4 separate regions of the Mus musculus genome follow, and all the other regions are linked to region 3. The links are chromatin contacts, called in public Hi-C and HiChIP or PLAC-seq maps. All regions are on one chromosome and are shown on one strand. The core of a region is the stretch at or near the end of the contact, and the rest is flanking DNA. Distances in the headings are between cores, read along the strand shown.

Evidence for each region. Hi-C and Micro-C count contacts between places; a contact is called where the count stands out from the background. HiChIP or PLAC-seq counts read pairs in DNA pulled down with a chosen protein or histone mark.
Region 1: a contact with region 3 is called in an H3K4me3 HiChIP or PLAC-seq map of the SCID.adh cell line, with 23 read pairs. The contact joins the enhancer-like site here to the promoter of Fbxl14 in region 3. A contact is called at or near these places in 9 of 39 promoter capture datasets (3T3-L1-derived adipocytes, the C10 cell line, the HPC-7 cell line and 5 more), 4 of 15 datasets of contacts at CTCF or cohesin (the NIH/3T3 cell line, large pre-B cells, pro-B cells and 1 more), 45 of 484 Hi-C or Micro-C datasets (CD4 T cells, CD4 single positive thymocytes, CD8 T cells and 28 more), 33 of 115 datasets of contacts at active chromatin or transcription factors (the 230-238 cell line, CD4 single positive thymocytes, the NIH/3T3 cell line and 24 more) and 4 of 9 other capture datasets (adipose tissue, embryonic stem cells, liver and 1 more).
Region 2: a Hi-C map of cortical neurons shows a contact between it and region 3, with 3 times the contacts expected there. The contact joins the enhancer-like site here to the promoter of Fbxl14 in region 3. A contact is called at or near these places in 9 of 39 promoter capture datasets (the 3T3-L1 cell line, 3T3-L1-derived adipocytes, the C10 cell line and 4 more), 3 of 484 Hi-C or Micro-C datasets (cortical neurons and embryonic fibroblasts), 5 of 115 datasets of contacts at active chromatin or transcription factors (acute myeloid leukemia, astrocytes, bone marrow-derived macrophages and 1 more) and 2 of 9 other capture datasets (adipose tissue and liver).
Region 4: an H3K4me3 HiChIP or PLAC-seq map of neural progenitor cells shows a contact between it and region 3, with 4 times the contacts expected there. The contact joins the enhancer-like site here to the promoter of Fbxl14 in region 3. A contact is called at or near these places in 4 of 39 promoter capture datasets (the 3T3-L1 cell line, the C10 cell line, embryonic stem cells and 1 more), 1 of 15 datasets of contacts at CTCF or cohesin (the NIH/3T3 cell line), 13 of 484 Hi-C or Micro-C datasets (LSK cells, Th1 cells, bone marrow-derived macrophages and 9 more), 18 of 115 datasets of contacts at active chromatin or transcription factors (astrocytes, bone marrow-derived macrophages, craniofacial prominence and 12 more) and 4 of 9 other capture datasets (adipose tissue, embryonic stem cells, liver and 1 more).

What each region holds. Positions count from the first base shown.
Region 1 is chr6:119,747,333-119,750,577 of GRCm38.p6, forward strand. It overlaps Erc1 (ELKS/RAB6-interacting/CAST family member 1), which reads right to left. Exons shown (of 21, transcript NM_053204.2): 12 at 2,506-2,646. Among named protein-coding and RNA genes, the nearest start is that of Erc1, 99 kb to the right of the region's middle. Within about 2 kb of position 1,934, at least 16 of the 459 cell types and tissues checked have an H3K27ac peak or open chromatin away from gene starts, as enhancers often do. A contact at or near this core is called in CD4 single positive thymocytes, the SCID.adh cell line, T-cell acute lymphoblastic leukemia and 5 more, where this site is marked.
Region 2 is chr6:119,213,352-119,216,979 of GRCm38.p6, forward strand. Dcp1b (decapping mRNA 1B) reads left to right here. Exons shown (of 9, transcript NM_001033379.3): 7 at 1,419-2,255. Among named protein-coding and RNA genes, the nearest start is that of Cacna2d4, 21 kb to the right of the region's middle. Within about 2 kb of position 1,615, at least 15 of the 459 cell types and tissues checked have an H3K27ac peak or open chromatin away from gene starts, as enhancers often do. A contact at or near this core is called in cortical neurons, where this site is marked.
Region 3 is chr6:119,478,014-119,481,706 of GRCm38.p6, forward strand. It overlaps Fbxl14 (F-box and leucine-rich repeat protein 14), which reads left to right and starts at 1,655. Exons shown (of 1, transcript NM_133940.3): 1 at 1,655-3,693. The coding sequence starts at 1,847. The coding sequence ends at 3,049. The region is part of intron 1 of Wnt5b (wingless-type MMTV integration site family, member 5B); the gene reads right to left.
Region 4 is chr6:119,862,908-119,866,120 of GRCm38.p6, forward strand. No RefSeq gene overlaps it. Among named protein-coding and RNA genes, the nearest start is that of 3110021A11Rik, 16 kb to the left of the region's middle. Within about 2 kb of position 1,949, at least 66 of the 459 cell types and tissues checked have an H3K27ac peak or open chromatin away from gene starts, as enhancers often do. A contact at or near this core is called in brain, cerebral cortex, cortical neurons and 3 more, where this site is marked.

The DNA of each region.
Region 1 (3,245 bases), core at 684-3,183, 270 kb after region 3:
GCATATTTAATTCAAGATGTAAACCTAAGACAGGAAGCACACACTTGAAATTCTAACACTCAGAAGGCAGAGGCACAGGTACAAAAACAAGTTACTGGCCAGCAAAGTCTATAGAGACCCTCCCTGTCTCGGTAAATAAAACAATAAATGCAAACAAACATAAAAATACTGTGAACAGAGGAGAAATCATCTCAAAAGATTCAAAATAGTGTTAAACAAGATCCAACATCCCCTCCTGATAAAAATTCTTAATACACTAGGTATAGGAAATACTTGTCTCAACCTAGTAAGAACTATATATGGGAAACATAAACAATATGATCCTGTGTGGGGGAAAAACTCAAAGCATTCTCAATATAATCAGAAATAGGACAAAAGTGTCCACTCTACATTAAAATTCAATATAGTACTTGAAGTCCTGGACACAGCAATAAGAGAAAGAAGTAAAAGGGATACAAACAAACCAGAACTGAGCTGAAAGTGTCCTCTCTACTAGCCCCCTTTCATAGCAAGGATGGTGCACTGCATGCTACTAAGGGAGAAAAAGCAATGCTCTTCTCTAGCTAAGAACCCGATGAACTTTAACACCACTTGCCAGGCAAGATACACCCCCCACCCCCGGTGCAATAGTGACACTACTGTTATGGGGACAACCAAGAACTCCATCATTAGTTTGGGGGCCCACTACACAATAAGTATTAACATTTCTAATGCTATAAACACAATTAAAACAACTAGGGTTTTAGTATTATTTAAGGGGTAACTTAGTGCTGGTCTTTAGCTAAGTTGAAATAGTGCCAAGCTGCTTTCTAAATATCTATAATTATACCCATGTATATTACTCTCTGTCTTAATCAGATAATGTTGTCTTTGGAATGAGAAATGGCAAAATGCAAAAGACTCATGGTTGCTCAAGATACTAAGAAAAGGTGATGGTTTAGTGCTCAGCCCTCAACAACATATACCACTCCCTCTCGGGCTAAGGGAGCATAACTGAAGAGAAGGTATTAAGAATGTAAGGGTGAGACATATGCAGGAAAAATGCTACCTTGCGGGCATGATGTAGTCATGATCTCATGTGGCTGACAGCAGTAGGCTTCCAGGAGATGGGACTGCTGTCAACAGTCAACTGGGAATTGTGGAGGGTCCTATGTGGTCCTAGTCCATCCTGCTATACTATGATCTACTGAATAGATTTCAGGTGAGTGGCAAACACTGTGGTCAGCACTGATGAGCTCAACATGTTCCACTCATTAACACCAAACCATGGTCACACAGCCCTGCTGTGCTGGTTTGTTTTTATTAACTTAACACAAGTTAAAAGCGTCTAGGAAGAAGAAATCTCAATTGAGAGATTGCCTCCATCAGGCTGTCTACAGTCTATGGAGTACTTTATTAACTAATTCTTGATGTGGCGAGGCTCACCCCATGTGGGCAGTGCCACCCTGGGCAGATGGTTGTATAATAAGCCATGGAGATCAACCATCCTTCCATAACCTCTGCCTCAGTTCCTGCCCTCATTGCTCATCATGGTGAACTGTAAGCTTTTCGAAATAAACCCTTTCCTCCTCATGTTGTTTGTGGCCAAGGTGTTTATCACAGCAACAGAATGTAAACTAAGACACCTGGCTTTAAACTCAGTGTCATACAAGAAACAAAAAACAACAGCAACAATTACAACAACAAAAGCTGAATTCAAGAAAGGGACTTGGGGGGCATGTAAAAAAAATGAAAATGGGAGAGAAGGTGACAGTAATCAAAATGTACAATATGTATTATGGAACTGTTAAAATAGCACAGACTTCAAAAATGATTCTAGTAACAAGCCAGGATGTTAATTCACTATCAAATGTCTAGCCTAATTGGAGTGACTGAAAACTACAGAATGGTATGAGCAAAGGGAAAGAGAAACAGCAAAGCGCAGTCTGCAGGAACCTTCTAGAAGCCACCCCACCCCCACCCCATCCCCGAGATCAAAGTCTTCCTCCTCCGTGTGCTGAAGCTTGATGTGCCAGTGTTCATTACTGGGGTGATTGGAAACGAGACAGCACATCTGACCAAATCTGTGGGTTAATCCCTGAACCACACTGTGATGGCACCGCTGAGGGGTCAGACTGAGAGGTGGGATCTCAGCAGAGGAAGCAGATCACTAAGGACACGATCTGAGATGAACACTTTGTCCTCGCTTCTATCTGCTGCTTTCCTGGTGGCCAGGATGTTCTGCCTCACTAAACACTAGAAGCATTGGAATCATCTAACCTTGGACTGTAACTTTTCAAACTACAAAGCTAAATAAATCTTTTCCTACTTCAGTACTGTTTATCTTAGGTATTTGGTTATAACTGCAATACCTTAAAACAATAAAAAATAAAAATAACTCTAAATTCTATATTGTCACTATAAATCCTTAACTTTAAAAAAAGAAAAAGAAAAAAAAAAGGCACTCAGAGCTATCTACAGTGTTCCTATGTAAAGAAAAACAATAATGGTAACTTTTTCTTCAACCTTTTTCAACTGTGACTCCATTTTTAGGCACTCTTCCTTCTTCTGCTCAAGAGCAATTTCTAGGGTCTTGAGCCGCGAGTCCTTTTTGAGTCCTGAGGAAGCCAGGGAAGAAGCATGCTCTTTGATATCCAAGAGAGAAGCCTAAAAGAAGCAAGGCATAGTTACAATAAATACTGTGAAATAAAATGTGGATTTAATTTTTTTAACATATATTCATAGTATTTGGACGTTTCCATTTCAAGAACATCCATGAACTATAAAACTTCCAGACACTGGCTTAGCTTTCAGATATCAGTTAAAAGCAGGTGGATCCTCAGTACTAATAAAGAGTCCTAAAAACGCCTGGGGATGAAACTCAGGTAAAGAGTTTGCCTAGTAGGCATTACGTCCTAGGTTCAATCTCCAGCTACACATAAACAAGGCACAGAACACACCTGTAGCTGCAGAACTCAGGAGGTAGAGGCAGGAGGATCAGAAGTTGAAGGCCAGCCTGAATTACAGGAGGCCCTGTCTCAAAAACAGAACAAGGCTCTAACCCACTGCACTTATTCTCCCAAGGTAAAGGGGAATGAGCTTTAAGAACAGAAGTAGCCAAACTCAGTAACTACACTGATTTGAGCATGCATGTTTTCCCTCTCTTAGCAGGAAGTTCTTGTAGAAACTTACTTCTACAAACTTTCTACAGTAATTAGACAGACCTACTGGATTTGTCATTACACAACATTGAACTTTGTAGCTAC
Region 2 (3,628 bases), core at 365-2,864, 260 kb before region 3:
TCCTGAGTAAGGCAGGCCAGCCCCAGAAAGACAAATGTCCCACGGCCTCTCTCACTGAGGCTCCTAGCTCCAGATCTCACAGTCTGAGCATGGAACCTGGAGTGACTGTAGACCAGGAAACGCTCTGCCTTTATCTGCTACCTCTCTAGGGTTCTCAAAGAGCTTTGCCCGTGTACTACAGGGAGGGCCGGCCAGTGCTGAAGGACACTGAAGGTCAGTGGAGAAAGGCAGGGTCTTGCTGCACTGTTCATTCGTACTGTGTAAACTGACACTCCTCCTGGTACTGTCCCACTTACCATGTGCTGTGCTCATGGCTCATGACAAGTGTCAGCAGACAGAATCATAAGCCATTGGGTCTGTGTTCTTCTAGGATGGGTGACTTCCCAGGCCACTGGAGGAGGAGCCATCAAGGCAGCACAATACAATGTAACAGTTTTGAGCAATGCTCTGTTCCAGGGGCAATGCCAGGCACTGCATGCAGCTTCCAGGGCCCGTTCTGGGTTAGCGCTGGGCCAGGGGGTAGTCTAAGCCCCACAGGCCTGTGGTGGTATGTGTGCTGTGTGCTATTCAGAACAGTGCAGCAGAGACAAAATTTGCTGATTAGCAGGGCCCTGATCTGTTCTTTCATCAAAGTTATTCCTAAGTAAAGAGGTATTTTTCAAGGAATTGAGTTAAACAAGTTCCAAAAATGAGCATGAGCCAAAATATATAAAATGACTGACAAATGTAAATCAGGTTTTGAATTCTTAAAAAAATAAGGAAGTATTTTCTAACTTATTTTAGGGTTTTATTGCTTTCCAGGAGAATGTTTTATTTCATTTTAGTAGAGATACCAAGCAGCTCTAGAAAGGAGCTTATGTTTTCAAGCAGAACGTGCAGAAGGAGGAAGGGCTCAGGAGGAAGAGGGCAGGAGCGGTGCAGCAGCCAGGCCAAGGCATTGCATAGACCTGGTCCTTGCACACTAGATTAGAATACCCGCTTCTCGCTAACCTTGGCTTTCTATAGTTCTGTGGAAAGCAGCCAAGATCCTTCGCTCCTACATTCTTCTATTTTCAGCACGTCTTGTTCTCAGCATCCCTAGATGGACCCTGGCTGCAGAGATGGGTTACCATGAAGATGTGCAGTCTTCTGCTGTAGAGTATAATTGTACACCCTGGTCTGTGAGCTGCAAACTCCTGGCATGCTTTATCAGCAGACCAGATACTGTGGTATAACAGTCCTGGGGGCAGGGAGGAGGATGCTGTGAAGATGTTAGACACTTCAAAGGTCTCAGGCTTTCCAAGGTAATAAATTTCAGCTCTGTCAGCAACCCTTTGTGACTAGAGGAAGCCATCGGTTAGCTGAGCTGTGCTTCACAGCCTTCCCTCCCACAACTAAATGGTGGGAACCTATTTTGGGATATCTTTTTTTTTCCCCAGACCTCGGACCCTGAGCCTCAGCACTTATCTTTAACAGCACTATTTGGGAAACAAGACAAAGCTCCCTGTCAGGAAACTGTAAAGCCCTCCCGGACCTTTGCCCACCACCACCACCATCACCACCAGCAGCAGCAAGAGACGCGTCCAGTTCATCACGGGGTCGCATGCTCCCTGTCCTGTGAGGAGCCCAGGAAGCTCTCACTCCCGGTGGAGAAGCAGCTCTGCCCGGCCATTCAGAAACTCATGCTCGGGAGCCCGGGGCTGCACCCCCTGCCTCAGCACCCTGAACAGTGGTCCTGCAAAAGTGGCAGCCCCAGTCCTGCCGGGGGAATTCTCCCTGGTCCTGTCCAGCTGGGGTCCCCCTGGAATGGCAGGGTTGCACACTGCACACAGAGCACTTGCAGAGGCCACAAGCTATTAGAGCAGCTTCAAGGTGCCCCTGGGGCAGTGCATAAGTATAACCCCTGTGCGCCTACCGGTCCAGCTGTGGCCACTCAGGTGGCTCCGGGCCAGAGTGTGGCCCAATCACAGCTGGTGTATTTCAGTGGCCCCCTTCAACCTCCCGCCCCAGGACACCAAGCTCTCAGGAAGGAGCAGGGTGCACTGCCTGCACAAGCGGTGTCCCTCTCTGGCAGCCAGGAGAGCAGCCCCACCGTGCTCCCTACGCAGGAGCTGCTAAGGAAGCTCCAGGTAGTACACCAGGAGCAGCAGGCGGCCCCCCGGCCAGCCTTGGCAGCCAGGTTCCCTGTGTCAGCCCAGGGATCAGGGACAGAAAAGCCCTTGGAAGCCTGGGTCAGCAAGACAGCCAGCATGGAGAAGCAGGCTCCTCTTCTGCAGGTAAATATGTACTGGGGAGAAGGCTGCTCTAGGACTGCAGTGGGATCCGCAGCTGGCTGCTGGGCTACAGGGAACATGTATCACATGGGTCCCCATTAGAACAGCTACACGAAGCCCCTGGGGTCTCTGGCTTTCACCTTGTCTTTTTGCCGGCATAGAGACGCTTCTGTGTGCTTAGTCTGCCTGCTGCTCCTCTGCCATTTAGAGGTGGTTTGTTTGTAGAGTTCACATGTCATAAGGCCTAAAGACCAGCCCAGAGGTGGAAAAACACTTAGTCTTTGACTATGAAGACCCATGCAGTTGTCTCTAACAGTTTAGGATGCAAACATCTGGCTGATTCCTGGTTTTCACCCTATGGTTGGTTATTGCTTGCACATTGGCTGGGTGTATGATTTTGAGTGCTTCCTACATGTTAGTAGCCACGTTTCTACACAGTCAACGATCTTGTAGGTTCTTGAAGTAAACAGAAATAACAGAAAAGATACTATTGTTTGTATTGCCTTCTAGGTGCACAGTATTATGAAGACCAGGCAGGAACAAGTATACCACCCACAAGCTGCCAGAGAAGGGAACATAGTGTGATTGCTAGAAATAGTGTATCTTTCTGGGAGGATGGTTGCCTCTACCCATCAGCTACTGGGATAGTGAGCCAGAATCTGTTGACCAGCTGCCTGTAATGGCATCTGAAGGTCTGCCCAGGTCTGTTTCCCATGGTTTGCCATGCAGTGGCAGAAAACGTGCTGCCTTTAAAGATTGGAATGGTCCTTGTACTTATTTTTATTTTTATTTTTATTTTATTTATTTAAAAATCTTGATCTTTTTTACTTGTTTCATCACATAGCTCAGAGTAGGTCCTCAGAAATTGTTCATGATTTTTAAAACAAAGGCCTTGGGCATACACTGTATGTGTTTGGGTGTGTGAACATGTCAGGGTGTTCTTTTTTATTAAATCCCAGGTGCAAGTGCCTTCTGATGGAAACTGAGGCTGTGTCCCCTCTCTCACTGCGAGACAGTATTGATCCCTTTCTAAATGTCTGTTTTTCATTTCTCTTTGTTGATTTGGAATCAGAAAATCAGGGTTAATAATCAGACTTAAATTTCTACATATACAATTCTCTTTGTTTTCAGTCCTCACAAATGCCAGGGACCAAATAAGGAAAGTGTGCATTCTGTCAGCCCACGCTGTGCTCTTCCTGCTGCTGAGACTCCTCCCTTTGGGAGCATCAGCTCTCAACACCTCTCCTTGGGAGATCAAATAGGGAAAGCTAAGAGAAACAACAGCCTGTCTCCCTCTAGGCCATTTTCTGCCCCCAAAGATGCCAAGGGAATGATGATAAAATTATAGCCATTTCTAAATCGCTGCTTCTCCGCTT
Region 3 (3,693 bases), core at 405-2,904:
AATTTTAGCCACTGCATTTCCTGATTAAGACCCACGGGGTGGGATTTACTGTGTATTGTGCCTGTTAGTTCTGTACACACTCGGGTCTAACAAGTATCTGTTACTTAGGAAAGAGGAGTGGCTAAAAGCCAAGGCGATCGTATTCCAAATTTGGACCACATCCCAAATCTTGTTCAGTGCAAGATGTCAGCAGGTAAGGTCATTGCTACCAAGTCTCATGATCCGAGTTCCATCCTGGAATCCACATGCTAGGAGAGGGATGACTTCTTCAAGTCGTCTTCTGACCACTAGATACTGGCTGTGGAGCATGCCCTCTCCCCATTAAAGAAATACAATGTATTAATAATAATAATGATGATGATGTCTTGTTCAGGTTCCCAAAGAGTCAAGGAAACAGCTAAGTCAGGTTGTTTTGTATCTAGATGTGTGAACTTGTAACTTATTTAAGATTCTCAGGTTCCTTTTCTCTGAACTAAAAACTCTTGGCTTCAGGGGTCATAAAAATACAATTCTGAAATCCTATCCTTCATGCAGATATTTAAGACCCGAGGCTACACTGTATAGAGTTGAGCTCTGCCCTAGATTCATAAAATATACATAAAGCATAAGGCTGGAGCATCTTTAACCAGACCAAAGAGTGTATGTGTGTCAGCACATACAGATGTATTAGGTATCCGTACAGCTGGGCCGTGCAATCTACAGTCTAAGTGGCCGAGGAAAAAGACAAAACCTGGTGTAGGTTAGAGCGCAAGGCAGGGGCAGAAGCAGTGGGAAGTTTTGACACAAAGTTGAAAGGGAAAGGAACTCACATGGGTGTATGGAAACAACAAGATTGTGGAAGGCAGGCACACTGGACAACTTCCAGAAATTTCTAGAACGAGAGCTGTCAAACTATGCTGACTAAAAGCCACTTTCTCCACCAAATTAAGACTCACTACTAAAGAGAAAGGAATGGTGGGAAGGCCGCCCGACTGGGGCAGTGGGTGTGGTGAGATGGTTAAAGGCGCTCTGAGAAGTAACGCGGGCTAGAGGGGATGGAATATGCGGGCAAGAGAGGATGAAGTATGCGGGCGGGAGAGGGCGTGGAGTAAGCGTGGACACCGAGGGGAGCAGCCCGTGGGCCATCGGGCGCTCTTTAGGGCTGCACGGTGCGGCGAGGCCGCCAGCCATCCCGGCGCGCATGGGGTTAAGCCTCCGCGGCCGAGGGCAGAGCCCGGTTTCCAAGGAAACGGCTCCACCAGTTCCGGCGGCGCGGGCGCGTACCACTGAGCGGGGGAGCCGGCGCGGAGGACGCGGAGGGCGCAGCGCGGCTGGCCGGCTCCTAGGGCGCAGGCCCGATCACGCCGGTGAGTTCGCCGCGTCCCGCCGCCCGCGGCCGTGAATCGGACCCGCGCGACTTAGGCGGGGGAGGAGCGGCGCGCGGCGGCCCCAGAGTCCCCCCGCGCAGCGGCCGAGTGCGAGCAGCCCGGGGCTGGGCAGTTTGAACCGCGGACGGCAGACAAAGGCAGCAGGAAGCCGTCCGCAGCCCGAGCGCCCGGCCCGGGCCTCGCCGGCGCGCGCAGCAGCGACGCGGCCGGGCGCGGGATGCCGCAGGGCGCGGGGCGGCGCGCGGGCGCGGACGCGGCGCCCGCCCCGGCCGGGATGTGAGGCCCGAGCGGCCGCGCGGGGGCGGGAAGGGCGGCAGGAAGGAAGCGCCGCTCGGACGCGCCGGGAGGAGGAGCGGCGGCCCGGCCGGAAGGCGGGGAGGGGCGGCCGTTGGCCCGCGGCGGGCCGCTCTCGGCGCCTCCCGGGGCGGCGGCGGCGCCCGCGCCTCCTGCACCCGGCGCGGCGTAGCGGCGGGAGGAAGATGGAGACCCACATCTCGTGCCTGTTCCCCGAGCTGCTGGCCATGATCTTCGGCTACTTGGACGTCCGAGACAAGGGTCGCGCGGCGCAGGTGTGCACGGCCTGGCGGGACGCCGCCTACCACAAGTCGGTGTGGCGGGGCGTGGAGGCCAAGCTGCACCTGCGCCGGGCGAACCCGTCGCTGTTCCCCAGCCTGCAGGCCCGGGGCATCCGCCGCGTGCAGATCCTCAGCCTCCGCCGCAGCCTCAGCTACGTGATCCAGGGCATGGCGAACATCGAGAGCCTCAACCTCAGCGGCTGCTACAACCTCACCGACAACGGCCTGGGCCACGCGTTCGTGCAGGAGATCGGCTCGCTGCGCGCTCTCAACTTGAGCCTTTGCAAGCAGATCACCGACAGCAGCCTGGGCCGCATAGCCCAGTACCTCAAGGGCCTGGAGGTGCTGGAGCTGGGGGGCTGCAGCAACATCACCAACACCGGCCTTCTGCTCATTGCCTGGGGGCTGCAGCGCCTCAAGAGCCTTAATCTCCGCAGCTGTCGCCACCTCTCGGATGTGGGCATCGGGCACCTGGCCGGCATGACGCGCAGCGCTGCCGAGGGCTGCCTGGGCCTGGAGCAGCTCACTCTTCAGGACTGCCAGAAACTCACGGATCTTTCCCTGAAGCACATCTCGCGAGGGCTGACGGGCCTCCGGCTCCTCAACCTCAGCTTCTGCGGCGGCATCTCGGACGCGGGCCTTCTGCACCTGTCGCACATGGGCAGCCTGCGCAGCCTGAACCTGCGCTCCTGCGACAACATCAGCGACACCGGCATCATGCATCTGGCCATGGGCAGCCTGCGCCTTTCCGGTCTGGATGTGTCGTTCTGTGACAAGGTGGGAGATCAGAGTCTGGCGTACATAGCCCAGGGACTGGACGGCCTCAAGTCCCTCTCCCTTTGCTCTTGCCATATCAGTGACGATGGCATCAACCGCATGGTGCGGCAGATGCACGGGCTGCGCACGCTCAACATTGGACAGTGTGTGCGCATCACGGACAAGGGCCTGGAGCTGATCGCTGAGCACCTGAGCCAGCTCACGGGCATAGATCTGTACGGCTGCACCAGGATCACCAAGCGCGGCCTGGAGCGCATCACGCAGCTGCCCTGCCTCAAGGTACTTAACCTGGGACTTTGGCAGATGACGGACAGTGAGAAGGTCAGGTGAGGGCGGCAGTTCCAGTTCCCCCGCCCCGCCCTGTTCATCCCAGGACCACCACTGTTCCGCACACTCACGCGCGCACTTACACGTTCAGGGCAGTGGCCGCGGTGGGGCGATGACGGAAGCCTGGGCTCTCTTCTCCTAGTCTGGCGCCCCTCTCCACTGCGTCTGGAGTTGTTCTGCTCCCTCTACCCACTCTCCTTTCCCAGTGAGGGGAGAGATGGACCCTGCTGTTTCTCTGCCCACTCTTCTGCAGGGTATGGAGACTTTCAGCCACCGACAACTGTATCCTGGGGCACTGCATTTGGAAATGGGGTGGGGGCGGGGAGGGACTAGTCGTTTCAACCCCGAGGAGTTGAGGAAAGATGCCTGCCTTCACTTACACTTTCATTTGGATACTGTGATCTGGCTTTTAATTCCAAACGTGTAGAAAGCAAGCCCGACTTGAACAGCCTTCTCATCCACTTTGTAGCCAGTCTCCTCTCATCGCTGCCCCTTTGGTATCTGCAACTCACTTCGGTTCTGGTTTTGTTCTTGTTCTGTTTTTTTGTTTTGTTTTTTATCTGCTTCCTTTTTAGTTTTCAAAGAAATTTGAAATCATTGTTCTTTTTTCTTTCTGCTGAGTATATTCTCATATATATATATATATA
Region 4 (3,213 bases), core at 699-3,198, 390 kb after region 3:
ACTACTAGCTGTATTGGTTATATTTCTCTTGCTGTGATAAAACACCAGGACCACTGGAACTTAAAGGAAGAAAGATTATTTCTTACAGTTTCAGAGGAGTAAGAGTCCATAATGTGAGAGAAGAGGCAATGGCAGCCAGAACAGGAATCCCAGAGCTCACGTCTTCAAAGTCAAAGCACAAAGCAAAGACAGGTCTAGCAGGACTAGGTCTTAAGTTCTCAAAGCCCTCCAGAGACATATTTTCTTTAGCAAGGCTACACCTAAACTTCCCCATACAGAACCACTTCTCCTGGACCAAGTCTCCAGATACCCAAGACCATGGAGGGCATCCCTCATTCATCACACTAGCCTGTCCTTATAACTCAAGTATAGAAGAAAATTACCATCTTCTATTTCAGCACCATGCCACCCTTTTTTTTGAATAGGAGCTCTTTCCATGTGACAAAGGCTGACCTGGGACTCACTAGGTAGCCTAGGGTGGCCCCAAGTCCATGGTGATGTTCCTGCCTCAGCTTCCCAAGGCCTAGGATTACAGCATCTGCTACTGTATCCATCTCTCAGTTCTTTCCTCCATGGGAGATGGTGAATCAAAAGCCTACTTTGTTACAAGTGTGAGTTTTTTCTTTCTTCTTTGGGTTTGTTTGAAGCATGACTCCATGGAGCTAACTCTAGCCATGAACTCAATCTACAAAGAGCCAGGATTACAAGCATGCACATACAGCCACAGATTTTGTTTAAAAAGAGAAAAAAAAAAAAGATGTGTATGAGAGTTTTGTCTGGTTGAGTATATGGTACACTACTTTTCTGTCTGGTGCCTGGGAAGGCTAAGAGGGCATCAGACCCTCTGAAAGAACAGCCAGGGCTCCAAGCCACTGAGCCATCTCTCCACTACCATAGGTGTATTCTTAGACCAAAGCTAATTCAAGAGAAGGCGTAGTAATCTGAGAGATAGGTGATGTGCTTGGTTTTAGGGTTTTCTGTTGTTGTTGCTGTTTGTTTGAGACAATCTCTCACGTAGCTGAAGCAGCCTCAGATTCCCTTAGTAACCTAAGCTGACTTACAATTCTGATCCTTCTTCTTCCGTGTCCTGGTGCTGGGGCTAGAACCCAGGGCTCTGTGCATTCTAGGCCAGCACTCTACATCCCCGCCTCTTAAAATACGTTAAATGGATAAAATTAAACTTTTTTTGAGGTGCTGAGAATCAAACTCATGGCTCATATCAGCAAGTGATCTACCACTAAGCTACACCCTTAGCCTGAAAATCATACATTTAAATGCAGTAGGGTACGGGGCTAAAGAGGTGGCCCAGCAGTTAAGAGCACTTGTTGCTCTTCCAGAGGACCCAGATTCAGTTCCCTGCACCCACCTGGCAAGCTGTACCACTGCTATCATGCAGTAGACAAGGGCAGGAAACACGGCAGTAAAAATACCCTATCTACCGACCCACCCTCAACAATGAGACAAAGTAACTAGTCTTGAAACCTAGCCAAATTACTAATAACTACCATGGTGATGCTTAAAGAAAATGCTTCCCACCTCCTGAAGCCTTCCTGCCACTGAAGCACCCCACCCAGCTCCATTCTCTGCACAAGACCTCTGAATCACTACATCCATCCTGTGCCACCCAGATCCTTCCAGTTCAGCCCGGCTTGCATGTGAAGCTCGGAGATCTAGAAGCCACTTCATTGCCTGGCACGATGTGTTAGTATTCTGTGGTAGGTAACTTCACAAAATGAGGCGCTACTGTCCCCCATTCCACGAGTCCTTACATTGATACTCTGATACTCTGTCTTTGAGAGGGAAGACTGCGTTTTCTTTGGAGGCTAGATAATCGGAGGCAGTGCAGCTTTCTGCTTTTTTGGAATGCTGGCTCTCAGTGCCCAGTCATATGCCAGGAAAAACTCCAGGCAGCTGGTGAAAAAGCCCATGCGGAGAGGAACATGGACTGAGCCCGGAACTCAGATGCACTCTGGGCCAGGAGCCAGCACTTCCTTGCCAGTCATGGAGTGCACTGGCTTGAAAACCAGATCTTGCAGCCTCCAGCCTGCTATCCTGACTAATCCACAGAGTGAGAGGTGAAGCAAGATTCATGAGCAACATAAATGATGACGTGTTCCTAACAAAGGAGCAAATTAATAAGCACAAAACTCATTTTACCAAGATAATACTTTTTGGTAGATTTTCTTGTTGTTGTTGTTGTTGTTTGTGTTTTCAAGACAGGGTTTCTCTGTGTAGCCCTGGCTGTCCTGGAACTCATTCTGTAGACCAGGTTGGCCTCGAACTCAGAAATCTGCCTGCCTTTGCTTCCCAAGTGCTAGGATTAAAGGCATGCACCACCACTGCCCGGCTTGGTAGATATTTTTTATTGATTTAAAATTTTTAGTATATATACTAAATATATACATATATGTGTGGATATGTGCACATGAGTGTAGGTAACTGCGGCATCCAGAAGAGGGCATGAGATCCCCTGGAGCTGGAGTAGAAGCAATAGTAGTAAGACAGTTGTTGTGAGTGCTGAAAATTGATCTAAAGTCCTCTCAAAGAAAAATAGTTCTGAGCCATCTTTCCAGCCCCAGTACCTTTTTTTCTTTAAAAAAGACATGATCTTTGGGGTGGGACTAGCTCAGTTGACAAAGTGCTTGCCTTAAAACCACAAGGACCTACCTGAATTTGATCCCCCAAATCCATCTAAATGTCAAGTGTTATGGCACTCTTGTGTAATTCCAATTCCAATACAGGAGGCAGAGCCAAGGAGGGTCCCTTGGTTAGTCAATGGTTAGTCAATCTAGCCTAATTGATGAACTCTAGGCCAATGAGAGCCCCTTCCTCAACAAATGTGGACAGTATTCCTGAGAAGGATACCCAAGGTTGTCCTCTTGACTGCCACAGGCACCCACCCACATGTACACCTGCATAGTCTTCTACACTAACATGCATACACATGCATAGAGAGGATGGCATGTGTTGGTTAGGCTGCTTTCAAACTCCCAAGCACAAACAATTCTACCACAATACCATTATGCCTGGAAAAATTCTAATTTTGTTTTTGTTTTTAAAGATCTATTTTTATTGTGTATATGCACATGCAGGAAGAGGGTGTGTGTGTGTGTGTGTGTGTGTGTGTGTGTGTGTGTGTGTGTACAGGTACCCAAGGAGTCAGATTCCCCTGGTATTAGATTTACAGGCTATTAGTAGCTACCTGTTATGTGT